Linked DNA regions of Mus musculus: region 1 is linked to region 2. The links are chromatin contacts, called in public promoter capture Hi-C maps. All regions are on one chromosome and are shown on one strand. Each heading gives the region's core, a stretch centred on a gene start, on an enhancer-like site or on the middle of the called end of the contact. The rest is flanking DNA. Distances are from core to core; before and after follow the strand shown. Region 1 has its middle 24 kb from the start of Gm30998. Region 2 holds the start of Sdk1 (sidekick cell adhesion molecule 1).

Region 1 (5,093 bases), core at 2,332-4,831, 1.1 Mb after region 2:
GGAGAAGTAGAGGAGGCTGGAACATCTAAGATTGGCAGAACTCCTCCCCCAAGGCTCTGGAAGCTCCTTCACCAGCCATGCTGCGGAGAGGAGACTTTGTGGGCCCCACAAGTCAAGTAGAGCGCTCCAGGGATGGACCCCAAGATGCAGCTGCATTTGAGTCAATCCTGCTCTTTTAAAAAACCCTGTTGGTAACTCTCTAGTTCCCCAAGTCCAGCTTTGTAATCATGAGTTTGTTATCTGGGATGAGTAGGTATGAGTGTGTGTACGTGTGTGTGTGTGTGTGTGTGTGTGTGTGTGTGCATATGTGTATGTGAGAGAGAGAGAGAGAGAGAGTGTGTGTGTGAGAGAGAGAGAGAGAGAGAGAGTGTGTGTGTGTGTGTGTGTGTGTGTGCAGTTCCTGTCCCATAGAATCCATTCAGTGTTCAGAGGTTACAACCACCTGTACAAGATCAAGCCCATCAGCACCCACCTGAAGGAAGAGGGACTACAGTTGAAAGGGGGAGGGTCTCGTGGGAATCCGCACTTCTGAGGATTTATAGGTAGCTAAAAGTTGCTGGAGAAGGCTTCTTCAGTATTAACACTGGTCAATTACCCATCACAGGCCTGCAAACAACCCCTCATCCATACTCCTAGATGCAACTTAAGGAGAGTCATTGTGTCATTGACAAAGGCACCTGGAGAGACGGCTCAGTGGTTAAACGAGTTTACTTCTCTCTTGGAGAACCTTGGCACAGTTCCCAGCACCCACATCAGGTGGCTCACAACCACCTGTAACTCCAGCTCCCGGGATAGGATAGCCTTGGCCTTCTTCCAGCAGGTTCTGCGTGGGTGTGCTTGTGTTCCGTCTATTTGACCAGCGTTGGTCCTCCTTTTAAAACAAGGTCTTATTTGGGCTGACCACAGCAGTGCTCAGCAAACAAATAAAAAAAAAATTTAAAAATTAAAAAGGATAAAACCCTCCCTTTGGAGTCTTAAGTGCGGTGTGCAGACAGTGGCAGCAGGATGCTATTGCACAGCTCCAGCAGACAGCCCTATGCCCGTTGCTATAGACCTTAGCCATCACTCTCACTGTACCTGAATGTGCACCACCATGCCTGCATAGCACAAGGCTGGGATCCAAGCCCAGAGCCTCTTGCAAGGGCAAGGTAAAGGCCTTTCCAACACAGCTACAGCCCCAGTCTTTCAGAAACGGATCTTGAAGACCGATTACACCATACTTTCACAGCCAAGAGGCAGGGGCTGGAGACAGCTCCTCACAGACCGGAACTACAGGGTATCATCCCGGCCGGCCGTGTGGCAAGGCTGAGTGCAGGGGCTACTGAGTGCTGGTTGACTTGTTTCTCACAATTATGGTAGCAGTCGCTGGACAGATACAGTTGGCATGATGCCAGGGGGCAAGTCCTGCCCATCTTTCTGACTGCTACTTAAGTGCAGATCCAGGCCACCTCTTCCTGGATTTTATTGGCCAGTGACACCGGCTGTTGAAGTGGGAAGTCCGACACCCTGTTTGAGAATAGAGAGCTCCACCTCCCTGCCAAAAGCAATAGAAGGATAATGTGTTCGATGTCGGGGCTTCTGAGCATTTTCTGCTTGTCATACATTTTGCCAATATTTACTGATAATAGGTTATTTTAAGCAACCGGTTGTTGTACATGCCATTTTGTCATTATTGAAGACAAGCAAATTTGCATATTCATGAAAAAAAACTTTAAAAGAGCTTTTAGATTTTGAGTGTGCATATTTGTGTGTGCGTGTGTTTGTGTGTGGTGTGTGTACTTTGCCTACACGTATATCTGTGTGTGTACCGTCGTGTGTGCTTGATGCCTCTGGAGGTCCAAAGACGATTGGATTCCCTGGAACCACAGTTAGAGATGGTTATGAGCCACCGTTTCAGGGCCAAAAAAGGTGGCCTGGTCCTCTGTAAGAGCAACAAGTCCTGCCACAGGACTTTTTAAAAACATAATAGAAGTGTTGAGATGATGAATTTGAGCCTAAGAAGGGATGAAGGTGGAGCAATCAGAGGTTCCCAAGGTCCCCAGCAACAATCTCACAGCCTGATACTGATTCTCCACCAACTACCCCTTCTCCCCAAATCCCCTGGAGTCTCTGGGCCTTTGCATAGGCTGTTCCCTTGCTTTAAAGTACACACAAATACACACACACACACACTACACATGCATATACACACATACATACACCACACATGCATACATACACACCATATACACATGCATACACACACACTACACACACACACACACCCTACACATGCATATACACACACACATACACCACACATGCATACATATATACCATATACACATGCATACACACACACTACACATGCATATACACACACATACACCACACATGCATACACACACACACACCACACATGCATACACACACACCATATACACATGCATATACACACACACACCACACATGCATACACACACGCATGCCCTTCATCCTTTTGAATTGATCTCTGGAACTTCCCTCTCACTTCTCTCTCTGGATGGCCTGAGTTCTATCCCAAGGAAACACATGGTGGAAGGAAAGAACTCACTCCCATAATTGTCCTCCAGCCTCCACGCATGTACCATGGCAGGTGTGTAAACAGTGTGGTGTGTGTTTGTTTGTGTGTGTGTGTTGAATCCCTTAGAACAGAGTTACAGACTGCTGTGAGGTACCATGTGGGTGCTGGGAACTCAGGCCCTCTGGAATCTAACCCAGGCCTTAACCACTGAGCCAGCCCTCCAACCACTTATTACATATTTAAAATTTACTCAGTGTGTGACACACATGGACAAACGTGTGCCAAGGTTTTAGTTGGGAGATCAGAGGACCACTTTCAGGAGAGTCAGTTCCACCCTTCCACCATGTGACTCGAACTCGGGCCCTCGGACTTGCTGTTTGGTGCCTTTGCTGGCTGAGTCATCTCATCTGACTATTCTTATTTTTTTTTTAATTCATTCATTCATTCATTCATTTTATGTATATAAGTACACTGTAGCTGGTTGTGAGCCTTCATGTGGCTGTTGGGAATTGAATTTTAGGACCTCTGCTCACTCCGGTCGCCCACTTGCTCTGGTCAGTCCAGGTCAACCCTGCTCGCTCTGGTCAATACTGCTTGCTTAGTCCCTACTTGCTCAGGCACAAAGATTTATTTATTGTTATACATAAGAACACTGTACCTGACTTCAGACACACCAGAAGAGGGAGTCAGATCTCATTATAGGTGGTTGTGATCCACCATGTGGTTACTGGGATTTGAACTCAGGACCTTCGGAAGAGCAGTCAATGCTCTTACCCGCTGAGCCATCTCGCCAGCCCCCCATCTTTATTTTCTTGAAAGGAAAATTTCTCATTCTCACCAAACATCTACTCCCACGGAATACAAACATCACCTTCCTGGGGCTTAAGTAAAGCTTTTATTTCATCTAGTTGGCAGATGTCTTCAATTCCCGGCTGGCTCCCGTACAAACAGCCCAGAGCCAAAATGTCAAAGCTATGCCACTCCCTCAACCAGCCAGTCCCTGCAAAGCCAGCGGAGGAGTTGGGAGCCAGGAAGAGACAAGCATTTGACCCTGGGCCTCTTCTCCAGATATAAAAATGACGCACCTTCCCAACAGCACTACCCCTCCCCAGAACCGCACCTCTCCCTGCCACGCCCATGCCTCCCCCTTCCCCGGAGCCTTCCCCCACTGCCTCCCACCCATATAATCACAAAACTCTGTGTTTACAGAGCTGGGAATCTCAGTCAATAAAGCTCTTGGCTCAGGCTGGCAGAGTGGAGCAGGGGAGGCGGAGGCAGGAAGCCCCCTGGTGCTCACTGGCCTGAGGCACTTGTAAACTCCATGCTGGAAAGAGATCCTGCCTCAAAAAGTAGTAGGTGGTTCCTGAAGATTGGCACTCAGAATTGTCCACTCGTCTACACACACACACACACACACACACACACACACACACACGTGGACTGGTATGCACACACATATGCACAGAGCAAGAGAGAGAGAATGTTTACACAGCATCTAATCCCTCCTAAGCACTTTCTCACGAATAGCTCATTTGACCCTCCCCACGTCCCTGCAAGGTCTTCAGGCAGGCCTGGAGAGCCTGGAAGATCCTGGTTAAGCCCTCCAAGTCAGGGCAAGACTGAACCTACTCTGCCAAGAGTGCAGGCCAGGACGCCTCTCTGCCATGGCTGGAACACCAGAGGAGTGGAGACACCTCAGCCAGGGGATAGCTTTAAGGGGCCAGGCATGTGCATCAAGGCTGCTGGTGTCTGCTGGGTTCCAAATGATGGCTCCAGACAGGAGACAGCCCCATCCTAAATTCTGAACAGATTGGCCCAACCACACTGTTGGTATTCTGTCAAAACTCCACCCCCACAGTTCCTGGCAGCAGCCGGGTAGGCCTGGCCCACTATAAAGGGGACTGCTTGGCCCTTCCTCTAGCTCTTCTTCTCTTGCCTCTATTGCCTCTTTTGCTTCCCGCTGGCCCTCTCTCTCCCCATTCCCTTCCCCCCTCTCTCCATGAGGTCATGGCCAACCTCTATTTCTCTACTCTCTCCTTCACTCTGCCTTTCTCTGCCTCTGATACTCTCTTAACTCCCCTCCCCATGCCCTAAATAAACTCTATTCTATATTATACTGTCGTGTGGCTGGTCTCTCAGAGGGAAAGGGTGCCTTGGCATGGGCCCGCCGAGGCACCCCCTTCCCCTACACCCAGATAGAACATATTCTTATAGCGCTTTCTCTTTTTATGATCACAACATTGATGCTGTGACTTGCATGCGAGGGAGCCCCTTCCTCCCTCCCTTCCCTCTCTCTATCCGAGACTTGGGTGCCATGTGCCCACAAGCGCATTGCTAGGATATGAAACACGGCTTGCCCGACGGGGTCCTTTGCCTCAGCCACCGCTGACCAGCCCTTAGCACGGTTCTGCTTCAGCCCACTGGCCCCAGGGGCCACGACCTGTGGGACTCCAGCCGTGCACATCAGCCAATTTCTGGTTCTACAGTTTAGCTATTCCCACGGCTTACACAACCTGTTAAAGTTACCTAAGATTCTCTTTCCTATCCTGAT
Region 2 (5,105 bases), core at 1,126-3,625:
GGTTTGCTTGTATTAAACCCTTCTGGCTTCATTTCTTCCACTATAGGATGGAGGCTGTAATAGAGCCTTACTTTCCCAGGATGATACTGGAATAGAACATTTCCCTGAGGGGTCCCCAGACCTTCTCTGTAGCAGCAATGCCTTCTATCTTGATCTCCCATAAACCGACCATACCCTGACTTCCTTTTCTCATTTGCAAGCAAGTTTGCATGAAGCTTTCTGCTAACTGCAAGCTAAATCACAGGAAAAAAAAAAGCTGTGGACATTTCTGGAGTATGCAGAAGTCAAGAAGCTGCTTAAGTCCCATTGGTGCCCTTGTCATAAGGGTATAAAGATAGATATTATAGGTAATAGGGAAAGCTGAGCTACAGGAAACTGGTGGAGCAAGGGTGTTTCTTGACAAGCACTGCCACAGGGGACCAGGGGAAGGGAGAAGGCCAGGGAGAGCGATGAGCTCTTACTGAGTGCGGATTAGGTCATTTTCTTGCAACAGACTTGTGAGATGGGAGTTAGTCCCAACTTTTTTTCCAGAAACTTAATCAGCAGTTTGCCCAAATTTCACAACTTGGAAGAGCAGCGCTAGCCCACCAGGTCAGATAAAACTGCTTCGCAGGTACATACTCAACCTCGCCCTGCCCCTGCCCCCACTCCACCCTCCATCTCTGAGCAAGGCAGGGGTGCTTAAAGGAGGAGAGGGCAAGATTTGCACCCTTGACCTTAGAGGTCACTTCACGTTTGTAAACACCAGTGACAGCAGTTTGGTGGGGGAGGTGATGCTGCCTGGACCCTCCCAGAGTCCAGTGTCCCCGCGTCGTGCCCCACCCCCTAGCACAGCAGACATTGCTCATTTATCGTTCTCTTGGCATTTACATAAGCCTGTAAGCTTGTAGAAATCCACATAGTTGGCAACAGAAATTTACAAATACCACCTTCCTCCACTCCTGCCAGAATCCACTTGTTCTCGGGGTGCCATCGCTGAGGGGACACTTCTTTTACCTAGCAACCATTGCCCATTTAGAAGCCCTGCCTCCCCCCGCACCCCCCCTCCCCCGCCCCAGAGAACAGTGAATATTTTAGATGCAGTTTTTATTCCTTTGCTTTTTCATAGCATGTGTAGGAAAGGGCAAAAGGCAGAGACTGGGTCTTCAGATAGAGCTCATAACCCACCAATTTTATCTGGGCGTCAGTTTCCCCACTTTTCCTTAACTGTTAACACAGGCAGATGTGTCAAGAGGCAGCTCAGTACAGGGACTCTGCAAACAGGAATTAGCGCTAACTCACGAGTCTCAGCCCCTTGCCTGGGGCTTTTTGTTAGCAGGGACAATCATCAATCACAAGTACTTGTAAGCTGACACAACACACTTCCTAGGGAGCCAGCCCCTGGCAGGGCACACTCGCTGTCTCTTTGGCCTTCTAGTCATATATGACCTCACTCAAACTCCATCACAAGCTCTCCGATAACTCCTAAAAACGCAAGACTGGACTGTTACCCGCCTCTCTCTCCAGTTTCCCTCTCACAAAAGTCCCAGCCTCTAGGCTCCAGCGTGCTTAGTTCACCCTATAAACTCAGCTAATGGTTACCACATGCTGCTGAGGGTCCGCGCCCATCCCGACCTCTCCACCCCTGCAGACTCCCCAGGCCCTGGGATGTCCGATCCTTGACGCTGCAGGTCCTTCCTCCAAATCCTCCCACGCACAGCGGGAAGTACCCTGTACTGTGGTCCTGCTGGCCACGCATGACCTTGGACACTTCTTCCAAAGCCATGTCCACTCCTCAGAATAGGTTGCGTCTTTGCGCCCCACGGTGCTTCTGATTGCTGGGAATTGAAAACTCGATCGCGCGCCTTTCTCCTTTGCAATGACAGCAACTTGGCTCGGAACCACCCCAGCATCAGAGTCCCTGGCTGGAAGCAGGAAGGCTCCCGGGACGCATGGAGGGGCGTGCCCACTGGCCCTCCGATCCCTAGTCCCTCGGGCTCAGTAGGGACTGCGGTGCCAGGGGGCCGCCACACCTGGTGTCGTCCCACCCGCGGGACGTGCAGCTCAGCCCCTGGGGTCTCCCGGCAAGGGAGCAGGCACCGCCCCGCCTGAGCACGCCCCGCAGACAAGCCCGCCGGGGAAGCGCGTGCCGAGACGGCGCGCCGGCTGCAATCCCCGCCGCGGGTCCCTAGGGGGCGCAGCGGGCGCGGGAAGTCGCTCTGGGCCCGGGCACGAAATTGCAAGCGGGCGGGCGCGGCGAGTTTGAAAACAAGCGAGCGCCGTGGGGGCGGGTCCCAGGCGCGAGAGCCGCCGGGCTCGGCCAATCAGATGCGGGTGGCGGGCGCGGGCGGCGCGTGCGGCCGGGCTGTGAATGGGGCGCGGCGGTCGCGGCGGCCGAGGCGAGAGCCGGCGCGCGGGCGGGCGCACTTTCTCCTCAGCGCCGGGCGGGGGCGGCGGCGGCAGAGGCGGCGGCAGAGGCGTTCTGCTCAGCTCCCCTCACAGAGCGCTGCGGGGCCGGCGCTGTGCGGCTGCGAGGAGCGGGGGCGACGTGCTGGGCATTTCCTCGCTCGCTGACAACTTCTCCTCGACCCGGCTCGCTGCTCATCGGAGCCCGGACGCCGCCCCTCGGCGCTCGCCGCTGCCTCAGCGGGTCTGCGCGCTCCCGCCCGCCCTGCCCGTCCCGCGGCGCCCGGGGGTGGCGGCTCCGCGGCATGGCCCGCGCCCGGCCCTCGGTGGCGGGCGGCGGAGTCGCGGCGCCCCCTGAGCGAGCGGGGCCCGGGCGGCCGCGGAGGAGCCGGACCGGTCACCACTGCGACCCCGAGTGCCCAGGGCTGCGCGCAGCGCCCAGGACCCCCGGGCCGGGCGCGGGCCGGCGGGCGGCAAAGTTGAGGCCGGGCCGCGGGTGGTGGGCGCTGCTGTTGCTCCAGCTGCACTTGCTGCGGGCGCTGGCGCAAGGTAGGTGCGGGCCTGACCGCCGAGACACCCCCGAGGTGGACTTTGTGGGTGCCTCCCGGGGTGGGCTTTAGGGGTGCGCAGTCCCGGGGTGGACTCCTGAAGCGCGCGCCGCCAGAGGTGACACCCCAGGGGTGGACTTTGTGGGCTCCACCTGGTCTGTATTATGAGTGGACATCTCTGAGGTGACTTTGCAAGTGGACACCTATGGGCTGGGCTTCAGGGGTGCACAATCTTGGGGTGACAACCCGCAGTGTACTTTGTGGGTGCTACCTGGGATAGACTATGTTGTGAGTGGGTATATCTGGGCTGAGTTTCAGGGCTGTGTAGTCTTAGGGTCACACCTTTGGGATGTACTATATGAGTGGAAACCCCTGAGGTGACTTTGCAAGTAATATACTTCTGGGCTGAGGTTTAGGGGTACACAATCTTGGGTGACACCTTTGGGTGAATTTTGTGGGCACCACTTGGTATGCATTATGACTGGACATCTCTGAGGTGACTTTGCAAGTGGACACCTATGAGCTGAGCTTGAGGGGTGACACCCTGTGGTATACTTTGTGGGCACCATCTGGGATGGGCTATGTTATGAGTGGATACCTTTGGACTGAGTTTCAGGGCTGCAAAGTCTTGGGGTGACACCTTTGGGGTGAACTATATTAGGGGTGGACATCACTGAGGTGACTTTGCAGGTAGATACCTCAGGGCTGAGCTATAGAGAGTTACACAGTCTTGGGGTGACACCTCTGGGGTGAACTATGGATGCATACCCCTTGGCTGGGCTGTGGAGGTGCACACTGGAGTCTTGGAGTGGGCATCACCTGGGATAGACTGTATTAGGATTGAACATCCCTGGGGTGGACTTTAGAGATGGACACATCTGGGCTAGGCCTTGGGAGCATGAAATTTTAGAATTCACACTCCTGGGATAGACTGAGTGATCATTTCCTAGATTATATGAATACACATGGTGGATTTTAAGGTTGACACTCCTGTGGGGGTATATTCAGCTTTGAGTGGGCTAGGGATAGATATCTTTGGGGTGTACATTGGGGATGGATAGATAGTATTGGAGTAGACAACCCTGAGCGGATCCCTGGGTGCTCACACTTTGGATGGATTCTATAGATGAGTGCTGTATTGAATGAGCATCTTTGGGGTGGACTCTTGGGGTGCGCGCCACCTGGGGTGGATTCCCTGAGGTAGACTTTGTGGTTGTGGCATGGAGTCACCTCGGGGTTGTGGGTGCTCCTCGGCGCAGTGCTTGGAACTTGGCGAGCATTTAGGGCTCCCTACTCTCTGAATCACCTGGCCAGGACTGCGGGTCGCTAGGTCTGGAGGCAGTTAAGGGGTTAATGCGGTGTGTTTCTAATCCGCGTTGCAATCGGAGCGCGCAGATACCGAGTAGCTGAGAAGCTGGAGAAAGCGCCTTGTGTGTTGTGTGTTGCATTTTTCTTTTCTTTTCTTGCTTTTTTTTTTCTTTCTTCTTTTTTAAAATTTTATCGGAGCACTGGAAAAACCTTTAAAGTTGAGCCGTAAGCCACTGTGGCTTCAAAGAACGCCCAGCGCGTCCTATTGCACTGATTAAACATGAGCTGATTCCTATCTGAGTCTGCACCGCAGAGTCTTGTTAACGATGAGTGACATCCGCGGCGGACTTCAAATATCAAGTGCCAGTCACCACCAGCAGCCCTTTCCCTCCCTCTCCCCGGGGCTGCCCCCTGCGCCCAGTACTGATGCTTCACCCCAAGTGGGTGCCTTGTACTCGGTGGAGCAAAACTTTGAGAGCCCGCAGCTTTGCCTCCGGGCTTTGTTTTTTCCCTCCTTTCGCTTCTGTTTGGAACACGGAGGTGTTCTCTAAAAGAAGGAAAGAGGATCCTCCGATTCAGGGTGACCTTTTACAAATGGAGACGGAATCTCTCCCGAAAGAGCTTTCCCTCCTAAATCTAGATTTTCCCTGCTTAAACCCGAAGCACGCATGTGCTAGTCAGCCCAGGGAGGTTGCTGGTCTAAAAACATAAAAACCAGGCATAATCCTGTTAACATGACTTTTGATGGAGTCTTTAAAACAGATTAGTGAACCTGGATTGCATTTGGTAGTTTAGAAAAATTAGCTTCCAAGTTCATTGCTCGTATCCTGGAATCTTACCACAGTAAGGCAGTGGGCATTTGGA

The links. Promoter capture Hi-C pulls out the DNA fragments that hold promoters and counts their contacts.
Region 1: a contact with region 2 is called in a promoter capture Hi-C map of hippocampal neurons, with 13 times the contacts expected there. The contact joins the enhancer-like site here to the promoter of Sdk1 in region 2. A contact is called at or near these places in 7 of 39 promoter capture datasets (the 3T3-L1 cell line, cranial neural crest, embryonic stem cells and 4 more), 2 of 484 Hi-C or Micro-C datasets (muscle stem cells and nephron progenitors), 2 of 115 datasets of contacts at active chromatin or transcription factors (embryonic forebrain and forebrain) and 3 of 9 other capture datasets (embryonic stem cells, liver and macrophages).

The regions. Positions count from the first base shown.
Region 1 is chr5:142,336,875-142,341,967 of GRCm38.p6, forward strand. No RefSeq gene overlaps it. Among named protein-coding and RNA genes, the nearest start is that of Gm30998, 24 kb to the right of the region's middle. Within about 2 kb of position 3,582, at least 38 of the 459 cell types and tissues checked have an H3K27ac peak or open chromatin away from gene starts, as enhancers often do. A contact at or near this core is called in hippocampal neurons, where this site is marked.
Region 2 is chr5:141,239,159-141,244,263 of GRCm38.p6, forward strand. Sdk1 (sidekick cell adhesion molecule 1) reads left to right here and starts at 2,376. Exons shown (of 45, transcript NM_177879.5): 1 at 2,376-2,934. The coding sequence starts at 2,691.